Linked DNA regions of Sus scrofa: regions 2 and 3 are each linked to region 1. A link is a contact called in public Hi-C and HiChIP or PLAC-seq data. All regions are on one chromosome and are shown on one strand. Each heading gives the region's core, a stretch centred on a gene start, on an enhancer-like site or on the middle of the called end of the contact. The rest is flanking DNA. Distances are from core to core; before and after follow the strand shown.

The links. A called contact is a pair of places that touch in the nucleus more often than the background predicts. HiChIP or PLAC-seq counts read pairs in DNA pulled down with a chosen protein or histone mark.
Region 2: a Hi-C map of alveolar macrophages shows a contact between it and region 1, with 2.0 times the contacts expected there. The contact joins the promoter of ARSK here to the enhancer-like site in region 1. A contact is called at or near these places in 1 of 5 promoter capture datasets (fetal skeletal muscle) and 9 of 47 Hi-C or Micro-C datasets (alveolar macrophages, embryonic fibroblasts, epiblast stem cells and 6 more).
Region 3: a contact with region 1 is called in an H3K27ac HiChIP or PLAC-seq map of alveolar macrophages. The contact joins two enhancer-like sites. A contact is called at or near these places in 6 of 47 Hi-C or Micro-C datasets (embryonic fibroblasts, epiblast stem cells, heart right ventricle and 3 more) and 1 of 2 datasets of contacts at active chromatin or transcription factors (alveolar macrophages).

What each region holds. Positions count from the first base shown.
Region 1 is chr2:101,652,938-101,656,466 of Sscrofa11.1, forward strand. All of the region lies in intron 2 of MCTP1 (multiple C2 and transmembrane domain-containing protein 1), which reads right to left. Among named protein-coding and RNA genes, the nearest start is that of MCTP1, 270 kb to the right of the region's middle. Within about 2 kb of position 1,909, at least 2 of the 83 cell types and tissues checked have an H3K27ac peak or open chromatin away from gene starts, as enhancers often do. A contact at or near this core is called in alveolar macrophages, where this site is marked.
Region 2 is chr2:102,162,293-102,165,821 of Sscrofa11.1, forward strand. It overlaps ARSK (arylsulfatase K), which reads left to right and starts at 1,797. Exons shown (of 8, transcript XM_003354206.5): 1 at 1,797-2,067. The coding sequence starts at 1,930. It overlaps TTC37 (tetratricopeptide repeat protein 37), which reads right to left and starts at 1,728. Exons shown (of 43, transcript XM_021084546.1): 1 at 1,604-1,728; 2 at 976-1,115.
Region 3 is chr2:102,008,394-102,011,922 of Sscrofa11.1, forward strand. FAM81B (protein FAM81B) reads left to right here. Exons shown (of 10, transcript XM_021085152.1): 2 at 1,575-1,688. Among named protein-coding and RNA genes, the nearest start is that of FAM81B, 4.6 kb to the left of the region's middle. Within about 2 kb of position 1,853, at least 25 of the 83 cell types and tissues checked have an H3K27ac peak or open chromatin away from gene starts, as enhancers often do. A contact at or near this core is called in alveolar macrophages, where this site is marked.

The sequences.
Region 1 (3,529 bases), core at 659-3,158:
ATGTTTTTATAGTTATCCTAACCCAACAAAATCAAATATACATTTTTAGAAAACATTTTAAGTACAATTTTCCTATTTTAAAAAAAACAACAGAATATTAGAAAATTTTACTCTAGATATCTATACTCTCAATCTTTTTTCTGCTGGCTATCTTAATACTTTTCTGAGTCTATTGCCTTGAGGGTCACCAGTGATTTTTTTTTTTTTTTTTTTTGGCTTTTTAGGCCAAACTTGCGGCATATGCAAGTTCCCTGGCTAGGGTTTGATCACAGCTACAGCCGCTGGCCTACATCACAGCTCATGGCAACAAAGGATCCTTAACCCATTGAGCAAGGCGATGGACCTAACCACATCCTCATGGATACTAGTTGGGTTTGTAGCCGACTGAGCAACAAGGGGAACTCCCACCAGTAACTTTTAATCACTGGTTTCAGTAGCCTTTTCTTAGACTACAGCCCCTTCCTTCCATCTGTAGGTCACATTGAGGGCTGTTAACTCCACTGACTGAAATTTTCTTTCTGGATTCTGTGACACTGCTGACAGTAGTCCTGGGGTGGAAAGAATATCAACCAGAGTCAACTGTGCCTCTTATAGGCCATGCGGTCTTAGAAAAGTCATTTAACTGCTCTTATCTATAAGTTTTTAACCTTTAAAATGAAGGGACTTCTCAAATTTCTCTAAGGAGAGTCAAGGATGTCTGAAAAGATTTCACTTCATGCCCTTGACAGAGAATGAATGAGCCATTCCACGCAAATGCATTTTTCAAGAAACTAAAAATTACTGTATTAAATACCAACACCAGTTATATTGATACGTTTGAAGGAAATATTTCTAAATTTATTACATCTGTCTTCTTTCAGTGTAAATAATGAATACAATTTTTAAAAATGGAGCACAACATCATTTGCTGATTATGTGTAGCTAGGAAATTGTCATCAAGGTCCTAGGAAAACAAAGTTAAATTTGTAGAAAATAAGCGGAACTTGAGTAGCAATATTTCAATTTCTGAAACCCCAATGGAATGCTGCTCAAAATCAGAACATACTCCTTTTATCACAGAAAGTTTCCCCCATGGATATTTCTATAATCTGTTTGTTCTTATTTTGCTTCATTTCTTTCAATTTAGAGTTGTTATAAACTCAACAACTGTATTATTTCTGTTGCTATATATGCCAGGGAACCAAATGTGGCAAACAGCAGATTAAAAGTAATTTGAGGTGTAAGGAGCCTGATTTCCCAAATCACTGTGTGGAGGAGAGCTATCTGCCAACCAGAAGCACATGCCTTAGACTATTATATGGGTTAGAAATAAACTTCTATTACATTTGAGCCATTAAATAATTTGGGGTGTATCTGCAATAGCAGTTCAGTCTGTCCTAACTGATAAAGATTCCTAAATCTTTTGAATTCTCATGAAAACTCCACATGCAACCACTGTTCAGCTACCTCATCTGATAAGTGTTCTGAAGCTCCCTGATTCTAATTCTTAAACTATTTCTTGAAAGCATCTCAGCCACCACTGCCTCGTCATTCCTTATGGAGAGTATTCTAAGAGACTTCTGCTTGGTCTTCCTGCTTCCTTTCAAATCTATCCTCCAAATGCTGCCAGAGTTCTCTCTGTCAAATATAAATCAGGTCACCTGATTCTTCCTGGACTACATTTCACTCTGCCTTCTGCACTGCTGTAGGTAACCCAGGCCCCAGACCTCCAGCCGAGGGTCAGTATTCAAAGCCTCTCCTGGTCCAGGAGATTTTGTACGCATCTTTGTGTATTTTTATTATCTTTTACTACAGAGAGCTTCTGATCCTAGTTTGGCTTCCATGGCAGATTGAACCCCTACATCCGTTTCCTCTTTTCCTTTTGGTAATAGCATCTCTGTGAATTTAGCAAGACTGTGATTATTCTGTTAGAGAAGTTCTTACTTTACAAGCAACGGGTATGGTCATGAGGTCAACTTCATGCTGGTAATGTGAGCAGAAGTGACATATGCAACTTCTGGATCTTTTCACTTTTTTTTTTTTTGATAAGTGGGCTGATAAGCATATTTGCTTCCTGTAGTGGGTTTTTTTTTTTTAAATTTAAACCATTTTTAATTGAAGTAGAGTTAACTTACAATGCTGTATTAGTTTCAGGTATACAGTAAAGGGATTCAGTTATATATACATACGTATATAGTCTTTTTCAGATTCTTTTCTATTATAGGTTATTATAAGATATTGAATATAGTTCCCTGTCCCATATGGTAGATCACTCTTGTTTACCTGTTTATATATAGCAGTGTGTATATGTTAATCCCAAACTGCTAACTTATCTCCTCTCCACCCCTGCTATCCCTTTTGGTAGCCAGAATTTTGTTTTCTATGTCTGTGAGTCTATTTGTGTTGTAAACAAGTTCATTTGAATCTTTTTGTAGAGTCCATATATAAGCAGTATCATATGATATTTGTCTTTCTCTGTTTTATTTTCTCTATTTGACTTACTAAGATAATCTCTAGGTCCATCCATGTTGCTGCAAATGGCATTATTTTATTCCTTCTTACAGGTGAATAATTTTCTATTCCATGCATCACATCTTCCTTATTGATTCCTCTATCAATGGACGTTTAGGTTGCTTCCATGTCTTAGCTATTGTACACAGTGCTACTATGAACACTAGGATGCATATATCTTTTTGAATTAGAGTTTGGTCCAGATATATGACCAGGAGTGGGATTGCTAGATCATATGGTAACTTTATTTTTAGTTTTTTAAGGAACTCCCATATTATTCTCCATAGCAGCTCCAACAGTTTATTCCCACCAACCAGTGTAGCTGGGCTCCCTTTTCTCTATACAGCAGTTATTATTTGACTTTTTTGATGACCAGTATGAGGTGATAACCTCACTGCTGTTTTAATTTGTATTTCTGTAATAATTAGCAATGCTGAGCAAATTTTCATGTACCTATTGGCCATCTGTGTATCTTCTTTGGGAAAATGTCTATTTAGGTCTTTTCTGCTCACTTTTTGATTGGGTTGTATTCTTTTTTGACATTAAGTTGTGTGAGCTGTTTATATATTTTAGAAATTAATCCCTTTTCTATAGCCTTGTTTGCAAATATTTTCTCCCAGTCCATAGATTATCTTTTCATCTTGTTTACAGTTTCCTTTGCCATGTAAAAGCCTCTAAATTTAATTAGGTCCCATTTGTTGTTGTTTTTTTTTTTTGGCCACATCCACACCAAGGGGAAGTTCCCAGGCCAGGAATCGAACCAGCACCACAGCATCAACCTAAGCCACTGTGGTGCAATGCAAGATTCTTAACTTGCTGTGACACAAGAGAACTCCAGGTCTCATTTGTTTATTTTTGCTATTTCCATTAGTCTGAGACAGATTCAAAAAGATAGTGCCACAATTTATGTCAAAGAATGTTCTGTTTTTCTCTAGGAGTTTCAGAGTGAATTTTCAGTTTGTTTTTGTGTGTGGTATTACAGAATGTTCTATTTTAACTTTGTATATGTAGCTGTCTAGTTTTTCCAGCAGCAATTATT
Region 2 (3,529 bases), core at 547-3,046, 510 kb after region 1:
GCACAGACTGCATAATCCACTTGGCAGGGATATTCACTGCAGGACAAACTGAATTCCAGAGGAGAAGTACGACTAGCTAGAAGTCTCTTAGATCTTGCAACACAATATGTCTGGGGCCCTAAAATACCACCTTGCTCCAACCCACTGAGCATGTGCTCCCACTGACACTGCCGAGGGGAGAGAGAGGAGCAAAAAGATGTGTCTCTGTCATCCTGACCAGGAATTCAGAATACACAGCCTGTGAAAACAAGGTCAGAGAGTAAACAATTTACAAAATCAATACTACACCATAGCTAAAATTAAATATATTTTTTATGAATCTAAATGTCAGTCAACACTGTCTCTATGGGAAAATGTGTTTTAGAGTCCAAATTAACTCAAAACAGATATTTGAAACATCCTGTTCATGAAAGAGCCTATGCGTATTACCTTTCAGGCTGTATTATTACTTCACTTTTTTCCCCTAGAATGTGAGTTCCTTTTACATATACTTGTATGCTCCCACAGATCTGCTTTATTAACAAGGCTACTTGGCTAACAGAGAGTAAGTTCTCTAGAATGCCATGACATTTTGCAATCAGAGACAGACCACTGCAATAAGTTAGGGCATGGACTACTCAAATTCAACTCCTACTCAGAATGGCTCCCCGTGTAACCTTGGACAAGTCATTTAACCTGTCCAAGTCTCAGTTTTCCTATCTGAAAAAAAAAAAATGGTGAAAATGAGGATTACACAAAATATTCCATGTACAAGTACCATGCACACATTAAGTACTCAATAAATGCTCGGTATAATGATCAGCACATAATAAGTGTCATGTGAGTATTAAATAACTTCTGTCCCTTTTTCCAATTATTTTACGCAAAAAAGTCAGATATTAGCATTAAAAGTTGACTTTATGTAAATAAACACTACGATTCCTCCTTTTCTTGTCAAAACATTAAAACGACAAACAGGACACACTAATTACATACCTGAAACTGTAATAATGAAATCAGGAATTTGGCTCTGGGACATAAATTTGCTTCTTCCAGATTTCTCCAAAGAAGTCCAAGAGTCAAAAGGACCAGTGATTTCTTCAAAACCACGGCAGCAAAACAATGGAATTCTGAACCTACGTCAGTTAATCGAACACGTCACATAGCCCAACATTTCTTCCCCCGAAAACCCGTTCAGCTTCCCTCCTTTGCACTCTGAAGGCAAGGCGCACCCAAGCTTATCCCCACCTAGAGCCGAAACTTTTCTTACTAGGCCCCGCTCCTCACTTCAACGGAGCATAATAAATCCTTACCGTACGAGCAAAGCGGGAAATAGGATGAGGCAATCTATAAATATGCTTGAGAGGAAGGTATTCGAGGGGACCACAGAGTGGCCATATGGTAGCTTAGGCGGTCCAGACAGAGGCCCCACAAAGAACCACCCAATCCAATTTAAGTGACCGCCACCTCATCATCGCCCCGTTCACGGTCTCACCTAACACTCTGTCATGATTGCTCCGCGCAAAAAGAGCAGCCTCGGCACCTGTCCCTTTCTCTCTGTAGGTATCATTTCAATTGCCTACAGTAGCCAACTCTGCAGAAAGCTAGATCAACCAAAACCCACCTGGGCAATGATTCTCCTACAGAAGCTCTGTGTGGAGCCAGAGCGCAGGCGCACTTCCCAGGCATGGCTCATGTGACTGGAAGTAGCTGGATTTCGGTTCGCTCAGTGTTTGATTAAAAGGTCTTAACGTGAGTTGGGGGGGAATAAGGGAACACCTACTTTGCGCATGTGCTCATTCCAAGCCTGATGGGAGTTGTAGTTCTGCCAATGAAGCTTGGAGGAAGCCGAACTGCGCTCTATGGGATCCCCGCCCTCGTCCTCACCCAAGCGAGTTCCCAGAGGCAGGGGCGGACCCAGCGGCCCCGCTCTCAGAACAGCGCGCTGAAATGCTGCTGCTGTGGGTGTCGGTGGTTGCCACCTCGGCCCTGGCAGCACCAGTTCCTGGGGCAGGTGGGCTGAGGCAGGGAGCAGTTCAGGCTTGGCCAGATGCGCCTAACGTGGTGCTAGTCGTGAGCGACTCCTTCGTAAGTACCGAGAGGCAGGGGAGGGGGTGCCACGCTACACTCCCTCCACCGGCCCACAGCCCTTCCTGTGCTGCAGGCTTTGGGGAGCAGAATCTGAGACTTTCAAACAAGCTTTATACCCCGATGCAAAGTAAGAAACGTTTTGAGGCCCCGTACACAAAGTACGTGCACCACATAAATATGCATATAACACAGTAAATAAAACGCACTCCGATTAGCATCTTTACAAAAAAAGTTTTAATTGCTGGCTACGACCCACTAAATTATCTTACCACTAGTAAACTTTCCATCCATACACCCGCTTGATTCAGTTGTGGGGGAAAATAACTTTCTGCATCATCATAAAAGCCTGTTAGCTTTCCAGTCAGTGATCAACGTCATAAAGTATGAAGTTTTCTATTTATAGGTAACGATCTTGTACAAAGAAAATCCTAGGGAATCCACACCAAACTTTTAGAACCAATAAGTCTAGCAAAGCTATAGGATATAGGATCAACATATAAAATCATTAGGGAAATGCAAGTCAAAACCACAATCAGACACCAATTCACACCACCAAGATGTGATAATCAAAAAGACACATTTTGGGGGAGGGGAAATAGAAAGTCTAATTTTCTTATCTTTAAAGGCAAAGTTGGAACACACAGCTTAAAAAAGAAAAAAGGACTCCAGTCTTTTATAGTCTATCAATATTCCTTTGATAAGAAACTTTAAAGGGATATTTCTGAAAGCCCCATATTTGTATTAAAAGAGGTTTATCAAAAGATGAACAATTACCTCAGTTTCATCCTTTCTTGCTGAAACACAATGCTCGTATGTCTAAAATTATAATGTCAATGATACTTAGAAAAAAGAAAGACTTTTTTTTTTTTGCTCCTTCCAAGAAGAATTCTTTAATTCCCAATTCCATTCCACTATGCATTATCTCCAACCCAAACATCTCTTCTAATATCCAGGCTCATTTATCTAGCTGCCTAATTGTTATCCCCATGTATGTCTTGCAGAACACTTTACATGCCCCTTAAATTATTTTGAATGGCTGATCTTTATCATTCTTTAGGTCTCACTTCCTAAAGAAGCCTCCCCAGTTCACTCTATGAAAGTAGGTCTCCCTTCTTATTCTGTATCTTAGGTTTTTTTCAAAACACCTATCACAATAATTTGTAATTATTCTTGGTTTATTTATGAGTATGTTTTTTGCCTTCCCCACTAGACTGTAAGCTTCATGAGGACAGGGACTCTGTTTTTATTCACCGTCATATCTCTAGATCTTTCACGGTGCCTGGCACATAATAAATCAATAAACATTGTCTCAATCAGTCCTTTATCCCCCTAAAGAAACTTTCCGGGAAGCCCTTTAACATATTTACTATCTTCAAATAGATCGAAGTATCACACTACATTGAATTTTCAATATTATGAACCAGAGAATGATAACAATCACTGTACTTGTTTTTATCTT
Region 3 (3,529 bases), core at 603-3,102, 360 kb after region 1:
TGAGAGTGGGTGTGTATACATATGTGGTTGAACCACTTTGTTGTACAGCAGAAATTATCACAATATTGCAGCTCAACTATACTTCAATAAAGCTTTTAAAAATGAAGACAAAAAAATAAAATAAAATAAAGTGATATCTACCAACCTTCCCCAAAAAACCAAGTAAATAGCCAGTAGGTTGAGGGGTCAGAGTTCTAACCAAAACCCTCCGCAACCATAGCCACCCGCTCCCAGACACTGGTGTGCTGGTCTCCCTTGGCACTCTATAAAATGACAGAGTGGTGTAGTGAGCATTTTAGAGTGCTTGCAAAGCATGAAATACTGTACCTCTAAGTTTTAAGGGCTTAGCTTACCACTAGAAGACATAACTTTGAAGCAAAATCAGGAGTGCTTTTTCCTGTGGGATCAAAATTTGTCATTCAGCATCCTGAACACCCTGCGTATCCTCTGAGAAAGGCAAACTCAGTACCATAATTTCAAAAGTAACTCAGCCGAAAACATCATTTCTGTATATAAGCGCCAAGTAGTATTAGAACAATATGCAAATTATAATTTTAAAACTCAGGAAAATATTTCAGAGCTGAAACAATTCAATCTTTTTGAAACAAGCCAAACGAATGAAGCAAATTTCTTCTGTGAGCCTCAAGTTCACCCACCCACCTGCCCTAGCTGCATTCTTTGTGATACTCCACTTAGTGGCCTAGAAGAGTTAGCTGCCTTCACTCATGCTTGGAGGAATATGGGAAGTACGGCAGCCTCTCATTTTCTTTGTCTAATTTGAGGGAAACTGGTCTCTAATCAAACTGTGAAGGTGAAATCAGTGGAAAGGTATAAAATGGTATAAAAATAACCATTTCCTCACCCAGTGAGACAGTGAGGTGAAGGACCTAGTGGTTTTTACAAAAATGAACATTAAGGAAAACACTTGAAGCTCCTAATCCAGGGACCCACAGACCTAAAGTATGAGAGCCAACCTCATTGACATCACAGATCCTTCCTGCAGTCACAATGCTGCTGGGCCATGCCAGGAAGATGCCCCAGGAACAAGAAGACTTTAGTCAGGATGCGATCAAGTTTCCTTAGTACTTTGGCTTTCCGAGAGAGAAAATTTTAAACATCTCTACTCCCTATCCAAAAAATCCAATCGACAAAAAATAAAGTCAGGAAGTCAAGCATCATGAGTTCAGGTATTTATCTCATGGATTATTCAAGATCTCTAAATCTCTCATACTTTGCTATCCTACATATATTTATTATTACATAAAAACAAGGTAATAAATCCCAAAGAAGACCCTTGAATGGCTCAGGCACAGTAGAGTGAAAAATCACTTCCTGTTGTTTTAGAACAGTTTGATCTAAATGAGTGCCTCTCCACAAATTTCCTAAGCTATTCTAGCTGACTGTACATGTCTTGGGGACTTGGGAGAGAATTAAGGTGGGAGGAGGGTAAAAGCAAATCGGAAGCTTCCCCTTAAACTTCATTGTTATGTACAGCAACTTCCCTCAATTAAAAAATATTTAAAAATTGCCCGCACTGCAAAAATTCGCTTGCCATAGTTCCTGATCTGATTCAGCATTCTGGTTGCCTAGATACAGATGTAAACAAAAGTGCCTCCCTGACTGCTGAGGAACAGCCAGATGAACCTGATGGCCCCCTTCCTGGCTCAGCCAGTGACCAAGAAAAGAAAGCAAGTACTTTTACATATTCGTATTAAAAATAGAATATTTTGCTCAACTTCTTCAGAGCTTAATATTGCTTAGAGAATTCTAAGGAGTCCTAGAAGTGTTGTTTTTCTTTTCACTCTCCCACATTTCCTGTTTGTTCTGCTTTGATAAAGTGACTGTTGCCAGCTCAAGCTGGGAAGGAAAAGGATCTCATTTTGTGAATACTGGACTGACTTTTAACATGTGGGGCTAAAAATTAACAAAAAAATTGATGATTATTTATTTTGTGAAAATTCAAAGGAACTATGATAAACGCAAAGTGTAGATGTTATCTCTGATATGAAAAAGAGAATAGCTAAATAGAATTTTTATTGGTATGTCCTTGTGATATCTTCCCCATTAATTAAAAAGAACATTCAAAGCAGCAGTGTTTTCAGCCTTTGCTTTGTAATTCTCGAACACCTGAGCAGCAGGCACAGCCTCTTGTGGCAGGAGGAGCACCGGGAAGTTAGCCCTATGTCAAGCACTATTTTTGGTATCTATTAGCTGAGCCACATGTTGGCTATGTGACTTTGGGCACTTAAGCTCTGTTTCCTCTTCCGTGAAATAGGCAAATTAGGCTACCATACAAAGATATGGCATTTGAATGAGCCACAGAGGCCAAAAGGACAGAGGAAGGACTCAGTCTGATTATTACCATCATCTGTATGATCTTAAGCAAGTTCCTTGCTTCCCCAATCCTGAGATTCGTCACCCATAAAAACAATCATCTTAGGTTCTTTCTGCAATAAAAAGGGATTTCAGGGAGTTCCCGTTGTGGCACAGCAGAAATGAATCTGACTAGTATCCATGAAGATGTGGGTTCAATCCCCGGCCTCGCTCAGTGGGTGGGGGATCTGGCTTTGCCGTGAGCTATGGTGTAGGTGGCAGATGTGGCTCGGATTCTGCATTGCTGTGGCTGTGGTGTAGGCCAGCAGCTGCAGCTCCAATTCAACCCCTAGCCTGGGAACTTCCATATGTGGAGGGTGTGGCCCTAAAAAGAAAAAAAAAAAAGGAGGATTTCAGTTATATAAGTTAACGATTTTTATCCATAAGTTAAAGGTAATGATTCTTACTTTCCAGGGCTATTTCAAGAATGAAATCACATCATGCATGTGAAAGTATTTTATAGTCCATTATACCATAAAGCATTGTTATGAAACTGATGAAAATTAACACATGTAAAATGTCCCATAATAATCAAGAAGTTGTTTGTGAGACAATTTTGATATAATTACTTTTAGAGTGTAGGTATAGGGATGAAATAGCTGACTCATACTCAGCAAAATTATGAAAATTTAGTCTAAAATACATTAAATAAAATTTACATTTAAAAAATTGCACAGGAAAGAGGAAATAAATGTGCCACAAGGTTAACAGCTTTTGCTCTAGATAGTAGAATTATAAATGAGAATTTTTTTCTGTATCTTCTACTTTTCTATATTTTTCCAAATTTTCCTCAATTGTCAGGTTTAACATTTGTTACCTTAAAAGCATGAGAGTTCCCATGGTGGCTCAGTGGGCTGAGAGCCTGAATGATGCTGGCTGGCTCGATCTGTGGCCTCGCTCAGTGTGTTAAGGATCCTGTGTTGCTGCAAGCTGAAGCATAGGTCGCAGATGCAGCTCCAATCCAGTGTTGCCATGGCTGTGGTGTAGACCGCAGCTGCAGCTCCAATTCCACCCCTAGCCCAGGAACTTCCATATGCCGCAGGTGCAGCCTTAAAAAAAAAAAAAAAAAGAAAAAAAAAAAGAAAAAAAGTATGTGGGTTATGGTTGTGCTTTTAAGAGGATGCTATTTATTTATAGTCTTCCAAACAAGACTTTA